Linked DNA regions of Mus musculus: region 1 is linked to region 2. The links are chromatin contacts, called in public Hi-C maps. All regions are on one chromosome and are shown on one strand. Each heading gives the region's core, a stretch centred on a gene start, on an enhancer-like site or on the middle of the called end of the contact. The rest is flanking DNA. Distances are from core to core; before and after follow the strand shown. Region 1 holds the start of Cavin4 (caveolae associated 4). Region 2 overlaps Tmeff1 (transmembrane protein with EGF-like and two follistatin-like domains 1).

Region 1 (6,501 bases), core at 1,162-3,661, 48 kb before region 2:
GGAGAGAATTTCACCGATAGATGGAGCCAGGTGAAATTTCTGTTTCCTTGCTGCAGCTTCTGTGAATCCTGAGGGAACTGCTTTGCTTATAGGTTCCCCTGATACGTGGGGCCCCCAGTGTTCTTCCTGACATAAGCATGCACATGAGGGTGAGCAGGCAGTGGCTGATGCCCCAGGAGGTGAATGGATCTATTCTTTGGTCCCATGCCCAGCTCATCACTATCTGCACCAGTACTGGAATGGACACCTGAAGTCAGGTGACATTTTTAAGCCTAGAGAAAGGCCTCTCGGAGCTTATAAGAAAAGGGTGATGGGAAAGAACTTTAAAGACACCAGTGTACTCTTCTATCTTCGAAATTCCCCATCTTTTCCCTAAATACCCTGTGAACTGATAAAAACAAATCCAAAAGTACCTCTCGCCCATTCCAGCGTAACTTGAGTCTGGGACACTGCCGAATGCACAGAGAACGTGAAGGTTACAGGCCTGACGTTTCTATCACTGTTTCTGTATTTCATGTTGTCTGCTCTTCTAGGGTTCTGTGCACACTGACTTCCACTTTTAAAAGTATATAGATGTGTGTATGCATGGATGGACATTCCCACACATTCCTGACTTTATGCTTACAACAAATCCTCTGACACACAGGAAATTCGGGGCCAGTAGGTTTGGAAAAATTTAAAGTTCATAATACATACTATCAAAAATGTCTCCCAAAATGTGCCAACTGATTCTCCCAAGAGCAGAACTGGAAAGACGGGCCTTCCCTAACCTTTGTACTTTGGATTTACAGTTCTGTACCAGCCAGTGTTTAAATAGGCAAGCAAAGATCCCTGGTGTCATCTGCTTTGTCTTTTCTTATCATCGTTCATTCTTAATGTGACTAAAGAGTCCAACTTGTCCATTTAATTTACAAGAGCTTAAGAAATATACTGTATTTTTATAATACAATATATGTATTTCCCATAGGGTCTTTTAAAAACATATATTGAGCATTTATAGGATCTTAGCGGGGGGGAAAAAGGCTTCCCAATTGAGTAAGGAATTATTTATGGACTTCTATATCTGTATTATTGTAAGAATAATATTAAGACATAAAACTTAATGGGGAGTTGGGACTCAGTGTCTATAGTACTAGCACTTGGACGGCTGTGGCAGGATCACCACCATAGTTTGAGGCCAGCCTGGATTATTAAATAGTGAGGGTTAGGTCACCATGAACTATGGGCTGGACTGTCTTACAAAACCAGTCAACATTTTTAACACAAATAATGGCCTGATTTGGAAACACTTAGCTTTTCTTATTGTGAATAATACAAAAAAAATTCCAATGGACAAACTATATTCAGAGTTTTTGATTTACTGGTTGAGTTCTTGGTAAGAATAAATCTATGACTGCCTGGGTGCTGGCTCCTAAACTGTTCTCTTTTAGGGGGCTGCTGTAAATCAAACACAAGCCTCGGCCACATGAACAAGTGTTCTACTCCCGAACTGCATCCTTGGAACCTCCCGGTTTCTTCTTTTATGTAGCAAAACCAGTCTTCAAACTTGAGATTTCTTAAGACCCTTTTGGCTCCAACATTCTAAAGTCTACTGGGTCACTGTGTTTACTAAGACTCAAATGCTGAAAGAACCTGACAGTATTGAGTTTCAAAGGCAAGAAATAGCCCGAGCCACAAGCCACAGTTCACATTCCATGACTAATAAGAAGCCTGACCCATGGGCGAGAGACAGCAGCATTGGTTAGGAATGGTTCTCTCTCCCAAGGTGACTATTTGGCGAGCTCAGTATATTCCCATATACCATGGCTGACATGTGACATTGGACACCCCTGTGACTCGGTGGCAAAGGATGAGAGGGAATATGGTCATCGAGCTGGCCCCAAATGCAAGCTTACCTGGAAGATTACCACTCGGAATTTGTTTTTCTTCATTATTTCTTCTTGCTTGGTTTCGACTTTGGTTACACGAACCTGTTGCTTCTCTACCCGGGCCTTGACATCCTTAATGTGAGCGCTGACTTTCCGGGTCTTCTCAAACAGCTTGTTGACAACGTAGCCCGTATTGCTGTGTGACTGTGAGAGCTTCAGCAGGTCTATTTGGACAGACTTTATCGCGTTACCCATTTCTCTGTGTCTCTCCTCAATTCTCTTCTGGCTTGCCTGCACACTGTCCACGACACTGGCCACTCTGTCCAGCACGGTCACAATGGTGAGGGCTGCGTCTTGGTCTTCATCTTCCGTCACACTTGACAACCGATTCTGGTGGATTTTACCAGCATTTGAAGCTGATCCGTTGTGTTCCATTTTACTTTTTTCTCAGCAGAAGGTGTCCTATGGCAATCCGGTTCCTACGCCTGGAGCCAAAAGTCGGCTAGGAAGCAGGCAACGGAGCTGCTTTAAAGGGTTGAAAACCGCACCCTGGAGAGTGGTCAAGTATTTATAACACAAGTGCCCATACGTGACTGCCCTGCAACATGAGCCCTTGCAAAGCACCGGGGCCGGTTCCAAACATGCTTGCCGACTGACTAAGGACCTCAAATAAGTCTGTGTGGGTGGGAGGGGGAAACTGTGAGAAGAAGTTCACTAAAGCCACTATGTTACTCATACTGAGCCTGCAAGCCAAGTTGCTTCAAACACTGAACTAAGTTTTTCTCTTTGGATCATTTCAGGGGGTGGTTTGTAAAAGGAAAGAGAATTCTGAACTGCAATCTTCTTGTCCTATGAATTGTTCCTATTATTAGTACTAACAGACCAATATCAAATAATACAATAAATGAGCACACAAAGCAGACCGTATAGTGAAAACATTATATTATAACATGCTTTTCCAAATCAAATTATTAAAATTAATATTTAAGTTTAAACATAGTCTTTAAACTCTACATGCATACTTTTGACTGGCTAAACTACATGTTAAACGCCTCGATACATTCTACTCACAGTTCAGACTTTGAAACACCAACGATCTATTAATAGAGCTACTACAGGACAGATTTGAATTAGAGGTCTTAGGTCATTTTTAAGCTCACTTTCAGAGCACCAATCATTAACAATTATTTCTGCATTGTATTCACAAACACTGATATAATTTGTACATTTATATTAAAACAAATACAATGTTTAAAAATGAATGTGTATTAAAGTAGTTTAGCTGATACTGTAGGTTTTATTGCAATCTGCTCATTAAACGCCCTATCTTGACAATATCTAAACCTATTTTCAGTGACCTGTTCCACCGTTAATTCCCAGGCCCCTTTTAAAATGATTAGGATTATTTCTTCAAGGAGAGAAATAGTCAACTGCAGTTTGTACAGCTTATAAATATGTGACATCTAACACATACACACAGCTTGGCAGCCCATGCAATAGGGGAAGTGTCTAAAAAAAATCAGATACTAAACCTCAAAAGCATTTAAATATCTATTTAAACACAGTGTCCTCTAGATTTTTTTTGTAAGAAAAGTAATCTGTAAACATCTTTACTTTAGTTCATGCTTTGTCATTTGCTGTGGTCACTGGGGAAGAAGTATGACTTTATGACCACCGTGAAGTGGGTCCATCCGTCTCTGCAAAAATATTACATTCCATGGATAAAGAACAAGTCTTAGTAGTATCACCATGTGTTACAAATTCGTGAAGCCAATTTCTGTATTTAAAAACATAAAACAGAGACTACTAAACAGTCAAAAACTGTTGTAGCTAAATATTCTAAATACGAGCCAACAGTACTACACTAAAAATGTCCAAAAATAAGGCCTCTGAAATAAATATTTCCATTCTTTAAAAAAAGACATAATAAATGTACATCACGTGGTCAGTGCGCATATAAAAGTCCGCGGCTCAGACCATTCTGGATGAAGTGTCTGAAGTAAAATGACCCAGGTTCTGCTTCTGCCTCCGCCCTCTATTGTTCTTGGGGCATTTCCTGTTGCATTGAAAATACAGATATTAAAAAACAAAATCAGTTAAGGATGTTTAAACTATGTCAAAGTAACGCACAGTTCACACACTGCACCCGTTAGAAAAGGAAGTAAGAGACTTAATTCAAGGCACAATGACTGGTTGTTCTTTGCTCTATAGCTGGAGTTGGGAGGGGTCACACACTGCTGATACACATTTCTGAGAGGGACGTCGGCCTCTCTGGCCCGGTAAGTCCTCAGTTCCCGAGACTGATCGCTGTGAAGGTGAAAAGATGCTGACCTCACTACTTTTCCTGAGCATTATCACAGCGCCAAGGCGACAAGGAAGCTTCTCTGACGGAGAGCAATAGCACAACACCGATGATCTCAGACAGGATGCGCGGAAGCCCTCTAAGTCAATCAGAGCTGGAGTACACCTAGTTGCGGCATGCCACAGAACCGCCCAGGAGACTGGGCCCCTCCCTACAGGTGAGGGATTCCTGGTCCCTGATCTTACATTTCAGTAAAGGTGGTCCTAATGTGGAACAAACCTCCAGACAGTGTTAACTATTCCTTTCTCTACCCACCAGACTGCATGATCAGCTCTTGCAAAGGAGTGTGTGAATGCAGAGTAAGGCACTTATGTGGATTCTGGCCACTTTGAGTTTGGATCCTACTGTTAGTATCGGTAGTAGCCATCTGTGCAAATTCGATGCTCCTGTGTGGAAACAGCCTCATTACAAGACCATTTCCACTGTATTTGCCCTAATATTCCATGTTTGCATTCAGTTTCAAAGAGGGCTGCTTTGCCTTAACTTAAAAGCCTTAACGACAATGTTTCTGATGGTTTCAGTGGATTTTCTTTCACTAATCCTTATAAATATAGTCTGATGCAGACAGGGCTGGGATCATATCCATTTCATAACGAGGGAGCTGGCTGACAGGCTAAGCAACTGGTTTCAACTGTCACTAACCCACCATGACCGGGAGGAATTCCAAGTTCCTGGGACCAGGCCTTTTTCTTCTATACAGTAGAGTTTGGCTAAGACATGTTCAAAGTCCCTGCCAATTTGCCATTCTAATAGTCTGAAAAAAAATAAAAGACTCCAAGCATAAAAGAAGAAAATATGACTCACAGATAAGTGGGGTGGTAGGAACATCCATTTAAAGAAAGATTCCTCACAAGAAACAGCCATCAAAGATGTACAGCTGTCCCCTAATGGACTACATGGGAGAGGCGTGCCTTAAAAATTCAATGGTGTGGTCCAAGAACATAGTCACAGGATTCCACATACAAGACAGCAAGCTATTCAGGGGCTGGGGTGGGAAAAGGCTGTGTTTCTTATATAGCAGTAAATGTGGCCATAATGGGGCACAAATGTCAGGATAGTACAACTACTCTTCCTACCACTCGGGGCTTTCCTCTACTAATGCCCTAAATGGTCTCCTCTTATCACACATCGGCCCCATTCCAATCAGTTCTGCACATGACCATTAATAGGGTTCAAACACACTAAACCTTGACAACATCAAGTTTGGTTGCTGTCCCCATGCAATGGTCACACCTGGCTGATCTAATCCTAACACAACTCAACATGGCCCCATCTCTCAATGGTTCAGTAGAAAGAGGAATAACTGAAGGATCAAACAGCACTGAGTCCAAACCCAGGCACTTCCCCTTGCGAGCTGAATGACCACAGGCAAGGTGGTTAGCCTCTGAGCCTGTGTGAAACGACCAAGGCCGTGAGGCTGTTAACTGTTTTTCCCATCTTCTTTTCCTGTTGTCATTGTTTGTTATAGCATTCTGTCCCAGCTTTGATCTACTGCCCAATTTTATGCTCAGTTGTCTTGCCGAAAGGCAGATCATCTGTTCTGTGGAATAAAGCATGCTGACTTTAGTGCCTAAACTTCATGGAGAGTATCAGCTACTCGGGGAACATTTTTCCATCATTTCTAGATTTACCATTTTGCCTCCAGGGTGCTGGGACTCTTGCAGGTCTTTTTCCAGGACTTGGATAGATGGCCTATCAACCCAATCAGCTTGTCAATATCTGCTTGCTATACTATGACTCTCTGCCCCAAGCCCTGGCCCTCAAAAGGCAAGAGAATACAAAAGATAATGTTCATGGAACATGAGAACCAAACCTTAAAGGAAGTAGGAAGAGATGAGGAAAAAACAAGGAGAGAAGGCAGGATATTCTGCTCTGACTTTTCCAGTTCAGTCTCACATGTTTCTACTCCATTTGAAATATCCACTTATTGTCAACTGTGCTGCAAACAAGTCTTTTAACATACAATAGATGCGTTTTTCAAACATTTATTTATTCAGAAGATGTGTGTGTGTACCTGTATACGTGTGTGTGTGTGTGTGTGTGTGTGTGTGTGAGTGTGTGTAGGTCAGAGGACAACTATGGGGAGTTGGTTCTCTCCTTCTATCATGTGGGTTCTCGGGATGAAACTGAGAACATCAGCCTTGGTAGAAGGAGCCTTTACCCACTAGCCATCTTACTGGGCCTGTGCTTTATTTTTAACACAGCATTTTAAAGCCTTCTACTTACCATTTTTCTAGAATAGAAAGCAATGTTAAGTCAATGATGCAGTCA
Region 2 (6,546 bases), core at 1,380-3,879:
AGTATCAAAGCTTTGAAAATCAAATATGCACAAATTAAACACTGTAGGGAAAGGAAAAAAACAAGGTAGGGAGTACGCAAACATGGTTCTGATGAAAGGAGAACTCAGCCTGACGGCTGCCTGATGCCAGCTTGTCACTGTACTTCTTTCAGCGAATGTCTGTTGGCCATTAAACTCACCTTGGTGTAAGCGGGACACGGATAAGAGAAACCACATGAACTACTAAACTGAGATTTATAAGAATAAGTTTCGATTATATAAAACAGTTAATACAGCTACATTTTTGAAAATTTCTTAAATTTTTCTGAATGCACAAAAACACACTAAGTTTTTGCATAAAACTGCAAGAGAAGAAACAGAAGCTGGGCGTTATAGATGCTAGCAGAGGGGACTGGAACAACTCAACAGTTTTCATGAATAAATCATTATTAATATACACAATTTCTTAAAAAAACAGACCCAAAATGTTAAGATTTTATTTATAAAGCTTTTCCTTGTTGTACAGAAAGTAAAAACATTGTTACAATCGCAGTGTAACTGGCAACCAGGACAGTCAACTCACCAATCACAGCTGTCACGATACAGCAAGAGTCTTACACGAAAACCTAACAACGTTTACAATTTTGTTGGGGCGAAGTCCCCAGGCTTGGTGGTGGATTACCAAGGGGCTAACGGAGGAAGGCGGAAAGGCGGAATGTCGCGGGAACTATTCTTTGGCTCTTTGGGTGGGGGTGTCCTGGGGCTTGTATCACAGCTACCTTTTTAAAACAGCTATCAAAATTATTTTTAAAAGGACACAGATAGAACTCAAAAACTGTATACTGATTCTCATTCTAAACATTTAAACAGTTATTGTAGCAACATCAACTTAAAATGTGAGACGGTCAGACTAGCTAAGGGCTAACAGCAATAGTCAAAACGTAAGTACGCATGCGCAGAACCTCCAGGCCAGGGTAGCACGCTCTTCCCACAACGCGGGGGAAGTGGCCTAGAAAGCAATCCGCGCCTTTCCCCACAACTCACCCAACGTTCTCCGCATCCTCGTCACACTCGGCCTTGTACTTGCACGGTCCACACTTGGAATGTTTCCTGTGAGCCCCTGCTCCTGAGCCTTCCTCCTCTGCTGAAAGAGAAAAGTCCACCTTTCACGCAGAAGTTGCGATGGATCCTTTCCAGGCCTTTAGGAACCATCATCTTCTTTTGAAGGAAAAAGCGCCCAAGGTTCTGGAGAGAATCACTTCTAAAAAGCTCTCAGAGTTAGAAGCAAAAACCGCTGCGGCTACTGAACAACATATCCCCACGACACAGCGAGGTTAGCGAAATAACGTCTTAGGCTGTGTGTGCTGGGACAATACGGAAGGTTTAATAAATGAGTTTCTAAAGAATTGCCCTTTAATATTGAGTAGAAGAAAATAAAACATGCGCAAAAAACCAGTCTGTGACTCTCCTCGCCCAGAAGCGCCTGTGGAGGCTGACTGGCACAGACATGCTGGAACACAGCCTGCGAAAACCGTATTATCATCACCTCCCTTCACACTAGCTCCACACCCAACTTTCTAAACACACAAAAACTCACTTCACAGTCAAAAGAAATATTTGTCTCCGATTCAGCATGAGGAAAGGGATGCTCTTACAAGTCCCTCTTCTCTAGTTGATCCACTTAGCATAGACAAAAAAATATGCAGATGTAGAAATCTTCGAGTCTCCCATTTCCCAGCCACAGAAGGAGCACGTATCATTGTCAGCAAAGAACTCACAGTCCCTAGACAAGGGCAACCTGCACCTGTGGGCCTCAACTAGAGTGAGTCTTTGCAGCTCTCTCAAAGAAGGCCAGGAGGTCAGCTGTGAGGAAGGAGTCTGGCCTCGAGGGACGTGGTGTGTGATAGAATTCCGTATAGGGGAGCCAGTCAGTGAAGGACTTATCAAAAGGCGTGTCTACAGATAACGTAGACACCTAACCTCCCCAGTGTCTGCTATCTGCCTAGTCTGACTGGGAGCACTCAAACACAAATGAATACCCAAACAGATTGCAATAATCATGATAGCTAATAATTCTGAGACTTCAGAACCATCATGAAATCCGACATGACTGAGCTAACCACTGAACATTCCAGCCCGTGCTCCCCTGATGGCTGACAACAGCCTACATTCTCAGCTAAATAGCCAGGACTGTAGTATATTAACAAATCTTAGGAGCATCTGAGGCTCCTAATGGAACAGGGATCGCAGGGACCAGGTCATGTGATCTCTTAACATCCTTTCTTGCTCTCAGATCTAAAATTCATGAAGTTAGCGTTCACACGTGATTACAGAGCTCCAGCTTAAACACGTCCATTTAAATCAAATCCTATTGTTCAGTAGCTTTTATCATTTTCTTTCCGGCTGAAACTCCCATCCTTGCACTCCTCCCCATAAGTGTTCTGTTCTCTGCAGTCCTTCAAAGTCCCTTCCACCTCAGAAACTTTGGGAACCTATGAGGAAGGCGCAGCCTGACACAAGGTTTCATGTGGCTAGGATCATAATTACAGCTTATACTTGCGCTTGAATTTTTCCCAGTGAGTGGTCTTTTAACATATCCTCAGGGTACCTCAAATATTATTGTGCATAGAGTAGATAGTAAGATTTACAGCTTCATTAAACATGAGGCAGATTAGTCATCCTCATTCCGGCCCTGCAATGCTATTACCAACTATGACATCAGAAACCATTTTTCTCTGAAATAAAATTTAAAACAGAAAATTTTTAAACTTTTGATTTAACTCTTAATTCTACCAGAGCTGTTTTGTGGGCTTTCTCTTCTAGACACAACTTACTCTAGATTTAAAAAAAAAAAAAAAAAAAAGAATCCTTATGACTTACGATTTAAAAAAAAAAATAATAGAAGCAAATAAAAGAGATTTCAAAGTTCTGTTTCATGATAAAAATCACTTGTGTGGACAATCCTGAGCAGAAGTCAGCTTGTGTAACCTGAATTTAACAGGAGCTATGATGGGTTCCCTTTAGTCTGACAATATACCTTCAGTGAAAACACTGTGGAACAAAGACTGCCTGAGGTTACAAGGAGAGCCAAAGTAGCCTTGGTGGCCAGGGGACAGAGCTCCCTGTAAGGATGGTGGTGGTGGTGATGAGCCACGACGCTGCATATCATTAAAAGTCCTTGAGCTAGGAACTTCAAGTGAGGAAGCCCTTATGGTGTCAGAGTTTTATCTCAGCGTTGTTAAATATCAAAGGAGAACATCTGAACTGGACATGGAGGACCACGCCTGAAATCCCATCACTTGAGAGGCTAAGACATGAGAACAGAGGGGAGTTCCAAGCCAGCCTGAGCTACAAATGTACTCTCTCAAAATAGTCAAGTCATTGAAACTTACCTCCTTCTCCAGATCCAGAGCCGTTATCTGAGAAGAGAAACAACAAATGTAAATATTTCTCCTGGAAATTCTCTTTTCAGATAGTAACATTTCTTTTTTTTTTTTAATTAATTTATTTATTTATTATATGTAAGTACACTGTAGTTGTCTTCAGACACTCCAGAAGAGGGAGTCAGATCTCATTACGGATGGTTGTGAGCCACCATGTGGTTGCTGGGATTTGAACTCTGGACCTTCGGAAGAACAGTCGGGTGCTCTTACCCACTGAGCCATCTCACCAGCCCAAACATTTCTTATCATAAACAAAAAACAACAAAAAAAAAAAAAAAAAAACCCTATGGCATCCAGGATCATATATTTCTTTTCTCACATTTCTGGCAGCTAGGTTTATTTTCATATGTCTACTTTAGGCTGTACAGAGTAAGTAGCCTAGACACATAACCATCAGTCTTTCTAACATATTAGAATACATTTCTTACATCTCAGAAGGCAGCCGGCCAGGAAATACCCAGATCCCATGTACCAAGACTAAAAGATACTATGAACAGCTAAACAGAAATGATTTGCCCACCCATTTAAAAGGTAAAAGGAAATTTTAATTTTGTTAGGGCTGGAGAGGAGCTGAATAAACTGCTTCTAGTAGAAAGATAAAGGCTGAGCCTGGCTCCAAAAGTCTTCTTAATCAAATTTGTGGATACAGACCAGAGGCCAAAAGGCAAAAAAAAAAAAAAAAAAAGTCCCTAAGGTTTAGCAAGGAGAACCTCCCTCAGGGTTGAATGTGCATAGTAATGATAAAATTAGCTTCCTCTGGGAAATCTATCCAGGATAAATCTCAGAGAGAGCACAGTCTAAAATGTAACTAATGTACAATTTTTTAAAAAAATTATAGTACTGGGCCTTATACATACTAGGCAGTTTTATTTTGTAGGGCTGGACCTTGTACATACTAGACAATCACTCTACCACTGAGTCACACTCCTAACTCTAAAGTTTTATTGTATAGGACTGAAAATTCCAATATATAACACAGAATGAAAACAAGAGACTCTGTCATATCATCAGCATGGAGCTGTAAAAAAAATAAAAATAAAACAGAGATGGAAGATGAAGTTTTGACACTTTTCAGCACTCTATAGGGGAGATGATATCTTGGCCCCTGGGAATTGATTCTATTCTTCAAATCGTCTCTAGAACGGAAGATAATACTGAATACCAGTCCTTCCCTCCAACCTCCACCAGAAACACATCAACAGGGGGTTAGAAAGCACACATGCAGGCAGTGGCAAGTGTAGAAAGCACACATGCAGGCAGTGGCAAGGGAACAGGCTCTGTGTGCAAAGTTTTCAGTTGCATTCTGTTTTGATTTAGCCAATTGTGTGAGGCTGTCTCCTGAAAGGAACGAGGGGAAGAATGGAGGAATGGAAGATGAGGAGTTGAATTTGTAAAAACTTATGAAAGCCTAACCCTTAGTTTTCTTAGGAAAACTTTTGTTCCATGTATGTTGACTGGACACATATTAAGTTCCAAGGGCTGTGATAAATTACAGTGATAAGACTCATTCCAAGTACATGAGACACTCACCCTAAACCGTTTTTTCAAGCCATGTCCACTTTTAATGGATATTTAAAAACCTCACAGCTGCCTTGGTCATTAAAGATTTCTACACACAGGAGCTGGAGAGATGGCTTAGCAGTTAAGAGCACTGACTTCCAGAGGTCCTGAGTTCAATTCCCAGCCAGAAACCACATGGTGGGTAATGGGATCCAATGCCCTCTTCTGGTGTGTCTGAAGTGAACAACAGTAATACTCGAATATATAAAATAATAAATCTTTTTTTAAAATCCCTAAATAAATTAAAAACTGTAAGTACTCTGATAATACAGTAGTTTCCCTTGTTAGAATTGTATCAGTGGTATACACACACACACACACACACACACACGCACGCGCGCGCGCGCGTGCGTGCGTGTGTGTGTGTGTGTGTGTGTGAGTCCATCTCAGTTCTGAGAAGGTGTTTTGCTTCCCTAGACAGGACACACAGCCTCCTGGTTGAGAAAGCACCTAAGTGGCTGTAAGCAAGCAGATCAGGTAAGTGAAATGCAGCATGCTACATGCATAGATACACAGACGATAAAACAAACTTCCTAGAGAGGCCAGAGAAGAAGAACTCCAGAGTAAAGCCTAAGACGAGATTTTTCTGAGTAATTGAAAGAGAAACTATTTCAAACTCTCAGAATAGGACACCTCTAAAGACTAAAAACATGAAAACACTGGCCCAGTCAGCAAGCAACAAAATAAGGTACCTCACCACCTCGGTATTTCTGAGCTCACCAAGCCCAGAAGGCAGATATCCATGTAATGACCTAGAGAAACAGAGTTCACAGAGCCATAGCTGCCTGCACAAGGTTACATGGTAAATAAAAGCTGGGCCAATTTTAACGCTGAGGCCTTCTGCTCCTAGTTTCAGGGTTGTTTGCAACCTGCCAAGCTACCTCCTGTCACTGCCTATCAAAGCAACCTGGTGTCTTACACACGTGCTCCTAATAAATGATCAATATAGCATCAGAAAGAGTCCCCAAAATTTCTAGATGAAGCCTGTGAAACACAATGTACTTAGAGAAGTGTATGAGCACATCGCATGACAGCCCAAGAGCACAATAATCTTGTGTACAGTAAAAATCTATCCTTGTTCAGAGAGGTCTGATATTTAACCTAGGCTTCTGGGCAGTCATTTATAGTATACCTGATAGTAGTGTCTGTTGGGAGTGAGCTCTACAACAGAAATAGAGAGTAGGCCAGCCACACCTCACAGTATGAGGGCTTAGCCACCTTAGCAAGATCAAGACTGAGGCTGAGTTTGAGTCCCCGAGCGTACGTGTAAAAAGCCCGATGTGGCAGCATATTCCAGTAACACCAGTCCTGGGCAGACAGAGACAGATCCTGGGAGCTTCCTGGCCAACCAGTCTAACTATACCACAGATGCAGTGAGACCAAAACTCCAAGAAATAACGACTAGAAGCTGGAAGTTGACTCAGTGGTTAGCAGCATTTGCTGCCGTTACAGAGGACCTGGGTTTATCTCCCAGCACCCACAACTCTCGCTCCGAAACACTCTCCTCTGACATTCTAGGGCTCTGCACAGATTCTAGTTTCCAAGCAGGGGAAACACTCATCTA

What was found. A called contact is a pair of places that touch in the nucleus more often than the background predicts.
Region 1: a Hi-C map of the C2C12 cell line shows a contact between it and region 2, with 2.2 times the contacts expected there. The contact joins the promoter of Cavin4 here to the enhancer-like site in region 2. A contact is called at or near these places in 4 of 39 promoter capture datasets (the 3T3-L1 cell line, frontonasal cranial neural crest, macrophages and 1 more), 9 of 484 Hi-C or Micro-C datasets (the C2C12 cell line, the CH12 cell line, Sertoli cells and 5 more), 3 of 115 datasets of contacts at active chromatin or transcription factors (the NIH/3T3 cell line and embryonic stem cells) and 1 of 9 other capture datasets (adipose tissue).

What each region holds. Positions count from the first base shown.
Region 1 is chr4:48,659,424-48,665,924 of GRCm38.p6, reverse strand. It overlaps Cavin4 (caveolae associated 4), which reads right to left and starts at 2,411. Exons shown (of 2, transcript NM_026509.3): 1 at 1,896-2,411. The coding sequence starts at 2,303. It overlaps Tmeff1 (transmembrane protein with EGF-like and two follistatin-like domains 1), which reads right to left. Exons shown (of 10, transcript NM_001356272.1): 10 at 2,794-3,924. The coding sequence ends at 3,840.
Region 2 is chr4:48,611,809-48,618,354 of GRCm38.p6, reverse strand. It overlaps Tmeff1 (transmembrane protein with EGF-like and two follistatin-like domains 1), which reads right to left. Exons shown (of 10, transcript NM_001356272.1): 4 at 3,372-3,398; 5 at 1,024-1,123. Among named protein-coding and RNA genes, the nearest start is that of Tmeff1, 30 kb to the right of the region's middle. Within about 2 kb of position 2,629, at least 12 of the 459 cell types and tissues checked have an H3K27ac peak or open chromatin away from gene starts, as enhancers often do. A contact at or near this core is called in the C2C12 cell line and embryonic fibroblasts, where this site is marked.